Linked DNA regions of Sus scrofa: region 1 is linked to region 2. The links are chromatin contacts, called in public Hi-C maps. All regions are on one chromosome and are shown on one strand. The core of a region is the stretch at or near the end of the contact, and the rest is flanking DNA. Distances in the headings are between cores, read along the strand shown.

Region 1 (4,833 bases), core at 631-3,130, 140 kb before region 2:
CTTACTCTAGCTCTTTTTTAATCGCAGTGACAAGAGCTGAGATGTTCCTAGTATGTATTTTAATTTAACTTGGCACCTACAGAGCTCTATTTCTCTCAGCACTCTGATGGAACCACATGTTAGGTAGTAGAAAAGTAAGCTAAATGGAGGAAAACGAGGTCCAAAGGAGCTTTTCTGACCTGGGGAGCAGGAAGACTGCTAAAAAACCAGTTCTCTACATTAGTGCTCTGAAGGCAGAGGCCCCAAGCAGCAACAAGTACAAGTGGATACCTTTAAGGCATCTCTTTGTTGTCTTCTTGCTTGTGGCTTCCAAGGCGATGCCAATTTCATCAGGCCCCTGCCCTTCTTCCTTCACAGCCTATTAGGAAGAGACAGATTTTAACATTACTAAAAACTGCAGGGCATGTACTGTTCTCTTTTAAGCAATGACTTCCCTGTGAACAAAGGTGAACCTTTCCTTGCAAAAAACAAGTCTGGTTCTGCTATCTGGGCTGCAAACCCCAAAGGCACAGGATGATCCCAGTACCCCCTAGTTCTTTCTGGGCTCCTCACCCAAAAGACAGACAGTTCAGAAACAGGGTCAATGACAAGTTCCAAAATGACCCCTAACCTCCAAAATGCCTCTGCTCTAAGTCAACAAAGTAACAGGCAGAAAGGCGGCAGGGGCAAAGGGCTGAGGAGCTGGTCAACCCAGCCATCTTTGACCTGAGGTAGAAAAACACCCATCAACCTGGGTAGAGGAGAGGTTAGTGGTTCCACTCAACAAGTATCCCAGTGCCTTCTGGGCCTGGGGAGGCGCGGCGAACCCAGGGAACTCACAAGGTCCTGATCCTCAAGAAGCTAGTTCTGACTTGGGAAATGACAACGCCCCGCCCCAGTTTGTGTCAAGTGCCCCTGAGGTGGGAGCAATAAACACAGGATGGTGCGATATGGAGTCAGGGAAGTGCAGCAGAACTTAGGGAGGCTGGTCGGCGACTCGACATCTCAGACCCCAAAATGACAAGGCGCCAGACAGTTGTTGACCTGGGAGAGGAGCAGTCCGGGGGAAAAGCAAGGGAGGAACAAAGGTCCTGGGGCAGGACCCAGCAAAGCACCCTCCACCCCGAGAAATCTCAAAGGATCTTCAGTCTTGGATCTCCAAGAAAGAAAACCTCTCCAAGACAGAAAACCTCAAAGGATCTTTCTCTCTTGGATCTCCAAGACAAGAAACAAGAGCAAGTAACGGAAAGCACTTGTCCAAGGTCACACAAACAGTCTCCAACCCAAACCCCGGGTGCAGTCTAGAAGCCACCCTGCAGCTATAGTGGGCTTTCAGCGCTCTTGAAACGACTAACTAGAAAAAAAGGAGGAGGTAAGACACAGAGAGAAGCGGTGACGAGCCAAGGTCACACAGCCGGATCCCCGCGGTCCCTGACAGCTCGGGCTGGGTTCGGCCACGAGAAGCGGGCCGGAGGCGCCCCGGGCCCGGGAGTCACGGTGACAGGCCCGCTCGGGGGCGTGCCCCAGCTTCCTGCGCCACCCCAGGGCCCCTGGTTGCCTCACCTTCTTGAGTCGCTCCATCAGGACGCTCTTGTTGCCACCCGTGTCCAGGTTCCGCTTCTTCAGCTCCGCCCGCAGATCGATCACCCGCAGATCGCTGAGCCGCCGCGTCCCGGCTTCTGAAGCGCCCGAGACGACACTGGCCGTGCCAGAACCCGAGTCACCGGACCCTGCCGGAGACTCCGCCATCCCGGGCACCCCGTCTCCGCCACCTACTCCTCACACCGCCGGCGGCAGTAGCGGCTCTGAACACAAAATGGCGCCGCCGGCGAGGAAAACGCACTCGCTTCCTCCCGCCCAGTTTTTCCGGCAGCGCATGCGTGCGGCCCCTACCGGGATTCTTAGCAGCAAGCACGCTAGCGCGTCGACCAAACGCACGTGACCCGGCACAACGCGCAGGCGCCGTAACTGCAGTACGCATGTGTGCCGGCTGATCGCGGCGGGAGGCCAGCAAAACGCAACACGCCTGCGCGCAGTTCCCCAAGTCTCTCACCACGCATGGGCAGACGCGACCGGGAGCGTCGAACCCGCGCCGGGTGCGCCTGCGCAGGAGCGAGGCGCGCCGGGGCGGCTGGAGCGGTTCCCTCGCAGGCGGCGCCATTTTGTGCTAGAAGCCGAGATAAATCCTGCCCGGTTCTGTGTGAAGTGGGCGGCGGAGCCAGGGTCCCTGGAATGGCGGAGGCTCTGTCAGGCCTAGGCGATTCGAGTGCGGCGGGCGCAGCCGCTCTGAGTTCCGCCTCGTCGGAGACCGGGACGCGGCGCCTCAGCGACCTGCGGGTGATTGATCTGCGGGCGGAGCTGAGGAAACGGAATCTGGACTCGAGCGGCAACAAGAGCGTTTTGATGGAGCGGCTCAAAAAGGTGGAGCCGGGGCCTTGGGGGTGGGCAGGAAGTGGGTTGGGGGACCCCGGCAGCCACGACGGTGGCGTCCTGGCCTCGGGGTCCGCCCCCGGCCCTGTCTGCGGCCTGCTTTGGGCCTGGCGCTCAGCGCTTCTCCCGGCTTCTCTCTGGCTCCGGCGGGAGCTCCAGGTTCGAAGTCTAGAGTCGCATCGGGGCGAGACTGGGGAAGCGAACGGGGGAAGTTTGGGGTGACGGGTGACATCGGCTAAGGCCTGTGTTTTCCGCATCATTCACTGTTTTTTAGGGATTTTTTTTTTGGTTGGTTTCATCCCAGTCTGCGAAAGTGGACGCGGAACCTTGAAATCCTCATTTCCTCCGCGGCGTGGGGACTGGGCCAAGGTCATTCGACCCGAGTGGGGAGGTGGGGATTTGAACCCAAGCCGTCTGATTCCCTGAGCCCGTGCGGGCCGCGCGGTTCTCCTTTGGGAAGATAGATGCTCCTTGATCCGTTATGGCCTAGAAGCCTTGAATGAACTGTTAAAGTAATCGTTCCGAAAAAAATCTTCCAAGAGAGAGAAAAAACGGCTTAGGGACCTTCCAGCACGGACTCGGGGACACAGCATGCAAAGGGAAGTGCAGTTAGCAATCGCGAGATAGAACATAGAGGGTTGGGGAGAGATCAGGCCCCTGCCAGGCCCAGGGGCCTGATCTTGGGCATGGAAGACATTTACTACCCCTTCTCGATCCTGTTTCTTTTTGTGTTCGAAGAGGAAAGTAATAGTTCTTCCGTGCTAGGATTAAGTAAGATGGCATGAAACAGGCTTGGCGTGTTGCCTAGCACATGTAAACACTCAGAGGTAGTAGGATCGCTGTTACAAGTCACTTTTCTTTCTGTGCCACCGTTTGATATTGGCAAGCGGCAGAGGGTGGTTCTAACCCCTGTCTTGAGGGGTTCTGAGGGATGCGTGTGAAGAGCAGTGAGTTTAAGTAAATGTTGGCGCCTTTCTGTTTCACCCTATGGTTTGCTTTATTCCTGTGGCTTCTTTCTTTGCCTTTTTGCAACCTAGAGACACTTGTCTTGGGTCTTCCGTGTAATCGCTAAGCCTTGCCACTTAATCCAACACCCCCCACCCCACCCCCAAGCCCTCCAGACGGTGCGGTTTGTGACTCATTCCACCCTCCTGCCTCCCAAACAACTGAGGATTGGGGGGTTATTTATTAATTGCTATTTAGAGGAAATGGGGATTATTTTCTATTATCTGGTTGAGAAGCTCAGGCTTGGGAGTGGTGAATTACTTCCCTTGAGTCAGTTGGGTCTAACTCAGAAAGCCTGTGTTTCTTTCAGTATGGATACTAACTTCCTTTACTCAGACAGGTTAGGCATTTGATTAAGATGTTTACCTGGAAAAGATGCAAGCAGGATGAGGGTTGAAGGCACCGCCCCCTGCCCCCCCATCCATGTCGTTAGTAGCCTCCAGGACCTCTTGTCAACAAAGCCAAACTGGGGGGGGGGGGTATCCTTTTTCCCTTAGTCTACAAGCCTGCAATGCTGATAAGATGGCACTGAACCTTCCTGTCAGGCTGGTGGTTGAGACTGGTGTGTGACTTCAGAAATCTTCTGTCACTAGCATCTCTGAGGGGATAGATCCATCTTTCTTCCTTTTCCGTTTTCTAGGGATGTGCTCAAATTACAAAAATACTATGAGTGTACACACCTATCTGCCACTCTGCCCAAGCAAATCTGGGAGTACTGATGTTTTTCTCTTCTACGTCTATCATCTAGTTTTTCGTTCCTTTGTTTTTTTTTTTGTTTTTTTTTTTTTTTTTTAGGAAGGGCAAAAGAGGGAAAGGTGGGGGAACACACAAACTGTAATTTGCTGAGGCCCAAAAGAATCAGTCATAGCCTATAGTCCCCCCTAGGGATGATGCTATAAACACTACACCCAGAGATACACTGAGGGTCAAACTGGTACATCTGTCTGAGGTAGTTCTTGTACCAGAATCTTGGTGTTCCAGAATCTTCTTTCCCCAGGAAGAGGGTGAGGAACTTTCTGTTTGTGCTTTCCTTGATCCCAGGAGATAACTCAGTCTTCTGGTTCTGGCTTCAGAGAAAAGGGAGAGATTTTCTTTGTTTCTGGTAGAGAGTAGGTATGGAGCCCCCTAGCCCCATTCTAAATTTAGACTGGGAGACTCCCGAGAATCTTTGAAGCTGTTTACAAATAGTCTTTGAAATGGGTTTAAACAGAACTATTGTTCACAGGATAGTCTGGTAGAGAAAGGGTTAACAAAATATAAATGTGAAACTCGGTATCTCAGGATGTCAGCATTGACAAGTTCAGTTTTATTTTTTTTTTCTCCAGAGTGCCTCCTTGGTGCCTGGCACAGTGCTGAGCATGAGTGGGGGCTGTTCAAGTAAACAGTGGGCTTTTGGAGTGGGAGGTGAGACTTGCCTAG
Region 2 (4,892 bases), core at 908-3,407:
AGAGCTTCTACCCAACCATCATGACACTAGCCCCAATGTCCTCTCCTCCAGGAAGCCTTTCCCACTGCTCCCCTCTGCCACAGCCCTGACCCTCGAGAGTTCGGAGTGAGTGTCCAGCTCTGTCTGTCCCCAACACTGCCCATGTCCTCAGCGGGGAACCCGTGACACATACCCGCCGCTTCTCACAGGGCCGCAACCTGACTACATCCTCATCTGTCAGGGGCCCGCATGTCCTTAAAGGGCCACTGGGAGGGGCCTGTTGTGGCCCATGGGAGGCCTGTTGGGCATCACAGCCATCTTGCTCTGGGGCACCATCAGCCTCTGTGACCTCAGGCTCAGCAGCGGTGGGGGTAGGGCCTGGCAGCCGGCCCTTGCTTAGTTGGCGCAGGGCCTGCTCCGAACGCTCGAAGCAGACCTTGCGCTTTCGCAGTTGCTGCTGCAGGGCCTTGTCCAGGCCGTTGCGGATGTTTGGGGCCTGGACCAACCCCTCCTGCACCAGATTCTGGCCCTCGGGCCCCAGATGCGCCCCAGCAAAGCGGCAGGTCACGCCATAAGGGCACCTGCCGAAGGTCTCAAAGAGCACACAGCGGGGTCCCAGGTCAGCCGGCTTGGTCTCCAGGTAGAGGCTCACATCATGCAGGAAGCGGCAGCGGTCACCATAGAAACATTTAGAGGCTGATTCCTGCAGGGAAACAAGCCGGCAATGAGGGAAGACAGGGAGACAGTCAGGCAACCAGGGATTGAAATGCAGGTCCCTCTCCTCCTGGCAGGGTGTCCTCAGTTTCTTCATGGGCAGATGGGAATGATAACGATTCTTATATCACAAAGTCATGAGGATTGAATGAAGGACAGAGAGGCACACACTCAAGTCCCCTAAAACTTTCTGGTGACAATGACACTCACCTGGATCAGGGAGGGACAGAGCCTGTTCTTGTCATAGTGGGTGGGCTTCACATGAGGCCGGCTCTTGTTCTGGCCCCGGGCCCTCTTCTGAACCTGCGGCTCCTCCCTCTGCTCGGCTGCCTCCTCTGTCTGCCCGTCCTTTGTCTGCCCATCCTCCAGTCGGATACGCTTGGCCTCAGGCTCAACCAGGTCATTGTCATCAGGGTCCCCTGCCTTGGTTTCCTGGCTGGGCTCCTCCCGTCCTTTGGCTTCCAAGAATTCGTGGAATTGCTCCTTGGTGGTGAGGTATCTGCCAACAGATAGGCGGGGGAAACAGGAGTTAGGGAAGAAGTCCCTCTGAGCTCAGAGTCAATGAACGCTGAGAAAAGAGGCTGAAAACACCTGCCCCTGCTTACATGCTTCTGCTGATGGGGTGCTCACTTAGAATCAGTCAGCTGCCAACCTGGGAGCACCTCAGGGCCACAAGGAGTACCTATTTTGTTCCTGGGTCCCCAGAGCCCACACTGATGAGCTGAAGTATAGGCATCAGATGTGAACACCCCTGGCCACGTTAGGATAAAAGAAACTACAAGTCCCAGAGTGTCTTGCAACCAGGCCGCAGCCCGCCACATTTCCCAGCACGCCCTTCAGCCTTACAACCCCCAGCACGCCCCCTCCCCGCCTCCCCGCCTCCCAGCACTTGCTTCAGATTCAATCCCAGATTCTATCTGCGGCTGGCTAGGGGTGCACATGCGCTATTCCCGCCAAATGCTGAGACTACAGTCCCCAGCATGCATGCTGGCCTTGGCATCAAAGCCCGCCCACCCCAGCATGCACCGTGCTGTCCTTCGAGCATGTGACAGTTCCCAACGTGCGCGATCTCAGGTGCTCTCCGGCCCTGAGAGTAGAAAAGAAAGGAGAGCAGAAAAGAAAGAGAGAAGAGCATGCGAGCTTCCCGCCCTGGGCTGCGGCCCCACCTCCCAGCATGCACGGTTCGGGCCCCACTTACGGATGCCGGGAAGGCCCTGAGATACTCCCCCCGCCCCAGAGACTCACTGAGATTTAATGGGCGTCACCCCTCGTTCTGGCTCGCCGGCTCCGGGGTTGCCACCACCACCACCACCACCACTCTCTGCTGGGGCCTCCGCCGCTCCCTCCGCCATCGGTCCCCTTCACCCCCGCTTTGGAGTGTCGCCTTCCGGGTCGCCCGTGTGTCTCCCCTGGTTGTGCCGGGGAAGTGCTCTTGCCCGCGTCGCTCCAAATGACGCCATTGTACGTGTCATGGGGCGGAGCCTGCGTGGGGGTGGGGCCTCAGATTCTTGTACAAACCTCTGATCCTCTTGTGGGAAAGGGAAATGTTAAATGATCCTTTTGGTTCGCTCAAACTGGCCTCCTCCGGGCCACAATCGGCCCAAGGAAGAGTTGTTTTCCTGATGGGGTTTAAAATTTTTTATTTTCAATTTTGTGTGTGTGTGTGTCTTTTTAGAGCCTCACTCGCGGCATATGGAAGTTCCCAGGCTAGGGGTCGAATCAGAGCTGCAGCTGCCGGCCAACGCCACAGCCACAGCAACGGGGGATCCAAGCTGCCTCTGCGACCTACACCACAGTTCATGGCAGTGCCAGATCCTTAACCCACTGAGCGAGGCCAGGGATTGAACCTGTGTCCTTATGGACACTAGTCGCGCTCGTTAACCACTGAGCCACGACAGGAGCTCCTAAAATTTTTTAAATTCTGCTGCTTTTATTTGGGGCGTTCATTCAACAAATAATTTGTTCAGGGCCTGTATGCTAGATGCTGTCCTAGGGATACACCAATGAATAAAACAGACAAAAAAAAACAAAAAACAAAAAACTTTGCCCTTAAGAGTTCAGATAGGAGTGGTGAAGACGATCACATAATAAGTATACTGTATGTTGGATGGTAATGAAGCAGGAAGTGGGAATACCTTTTTTTTTTTTTAATGGCTGCACACATGGCATATGGAAGTTCCCAGCAGCAGCTACAACTAACAGTGCAGCTGTAGCGATGTGGGATCCTTTAACCTGCTGTACCGGACTGGAGATGAAACTCCCACCTCTGCAGCAACCTAAGCCACTTTAGTCAGATTTTAACCCACTGTGCCAGGGCAGGAACTCCCAGGAATGTCATTTTTTGGTGGCTTCAATGCTTAATAGAATGATCAGGGAAAACATTTTCACTGAGAAGCTGACATTGAGTGTTTTTGAGAGAAGTAAGGGAGGAGTTCCTGTCATGGCTCAGTGGAAATGAATCTGACTAGCATCCATGAGGACGCAGGTTCAACCCCTAGCCTCACTCAGTGGGGAAGGATCCGGCGTTGCCATGAGTTGTACTGTAGGTAACAGATGCAGCTCGGATCCTGCGTTGCTGTGGCTGTGGTGTAAACCGGCAGCTGTAAGCTCCCATTCGACCCCTAGCCTGGGAACTTCCATATTCAGGGGTGGCCCTAAAAAGACAAAAATAGAAAAGAAAGTAAGGTTCAATAAATAACAATGAACATTAATGACTACTGTTGTTACTGTTACTTTACTACTATTATTTGCCTTGAATTACGTGAATAGCGCAGAATGGGAACAACCACGCCCTTATAGCGGCCCTTGCATTTCACTGCTAAACTTTTTTTTTGGCCGAGTCCGCAGCATGGAATAGAAGCTCCTGAGCCATGAATATAACCCATGTCGCAGCAGCAACCCAAGCTGCTGCAGTCACAATGCAAGATCCTTAACCCACTGAGCCACAAGGGATCTCCTCATGGCTAAACTTGATGATGTTCCCCTGAGCAGGGAAGTGAGGCAGGAACTCTGTGTTCCTAGAGGTAACAAGTGGGGAAACTGAGGCCTGAGGAGAGAAAGGATTTGCTTGAGGCCACAGGCTAGGCACCAGCTTTTCTAAGACCTGGGAGAAAATGGAGTGGGGGTGGGGAGAAGCTTGTCTTCCATCTCTAGCCTTGGCTGCCCTCTATCGGACAATCTGGGAATAAAGTGGTGGAATCTGGGAGGAAACCACCACAGTCCTTGGGAGACTCTTGCCGCCGCCCGCCCCCCCCACGTCCAGGGACAGGAGCTCACTTGTTCAATGGGAGGTGCCTGTCCCATTGCCCTCCAAGATTCTACCATCATGTCCCCGGTGTCATCCCACAGGCACCCAGGTCCTTTGGGGAGACAACTGGACAGCTGGGGAAACTGAGGCCAGAGAGGGTGACCTCAGGAACTGGCCTCACTCCTCTGGGCCTCAGCCTCCAAGAACCCTCCCAGGGCTTCCTGGCTCTGCCCTATAATGGTGACTTTTTTTCTCTGTGTAACGTGATCCAGGAAGGCTTCCTGTAAAGGGGGTGGGGGCAGCAGCGAGGAGTGTGCCTGTGGACTGGCCATTAATAACCATGGTATTACTACAAGTGACATAATATTAATTGCTTGTTTTCATTATATTATTATAATGGAATAGTTTTTTTTTTTTTTTAGGGCCATACCCGCAGCATATGGAAGTTCCCAGGCTAGGGGTCAAATCAGAGTTGCAGCCTTTGGTCTATAGCACAGCCATAGCAACGTGGGATCTGAGCCTCGTCTGCAATCTACACCACAGCTCACAACAACACTGGGTCCTTAATCCACCAAGCAAGGCCAGGGATTGAACCTGCATCCTCATGGATACTACTCAGGTTCTTTACCGCTGAGCCACAATGGGAACTCCTTTAATGGCATAGTATTAATTATTCACCAGTAGCTAATTATTGAGCACTTACTGTATCCCAGGCTCTGTCCTAGGCTCCTTTCATGTATTAGCTCATATTTTTCCTCTCTCAGACCTTATATGGAGGGAACAGGCATTCATCCCAACTCCCTGAGTCCATGGCCTGCAGAGGGTCCTGGCTCAGGGCTGCCCCACCTTCTAGCCAGAAACCAGGGCATCAGGACACACACACACACACACACCCTGCAACTCCCCCCACAGCCTGTCACTCCCCGTGTCCTGCCTACGTTCCCTCCAGGGT

The links. A called contact is a pair of places that touch in the nucleus more often than the background predicts.
Region 1: a Hi-C map of skeletal muscle shows a contact between it and region 2, with 4 times the contacts expected there. The contact joins the promoter of SAFB2 here to the promoter of DUS3L in region 2. A contact is called at or near these places in 6 of 47 Hi-C or Micro-C datasets (adipose tissue, heart right ventricle, liver and 2 more) and 1 of 2 datasets of contacts at active chromatin or transcription factors (alveolar macrophages).

What each region holds. Positions count from the first base shown.
Region 1 is chr2:73,331,589-73,336,421 of Sscrofa11.1, reverse strand. SAFB2 (scaffold attachment factor B2) reads right to left here and starts at 1,880. Exons shown (of 18, transcript XR_002341685.1): 1 at 1,543-1,880; 2 at 271-358. SAFB (scaffold attachment factor B1) reads left to right here and starts at 1,928. Exons shown (of 21, transcript XM_021084024.1): 1 at 1,928-2,400. The coding sequence starts at 2,038.
Region 2 is chr2:73,194,879-73,199,770 of Sscrofa11.1, reverse strand. DUS3L (tRNA-dihydrouridine(47) synthase [NAD(P)(+)]-like) reads right to left here and starts at 2,157. Exons shown (of 13, transcript XM_003123092.4): 1 at 1,939-2,157; 2 at 904-1,192; 3 at 173-682. The coding sequence starts at 2,045.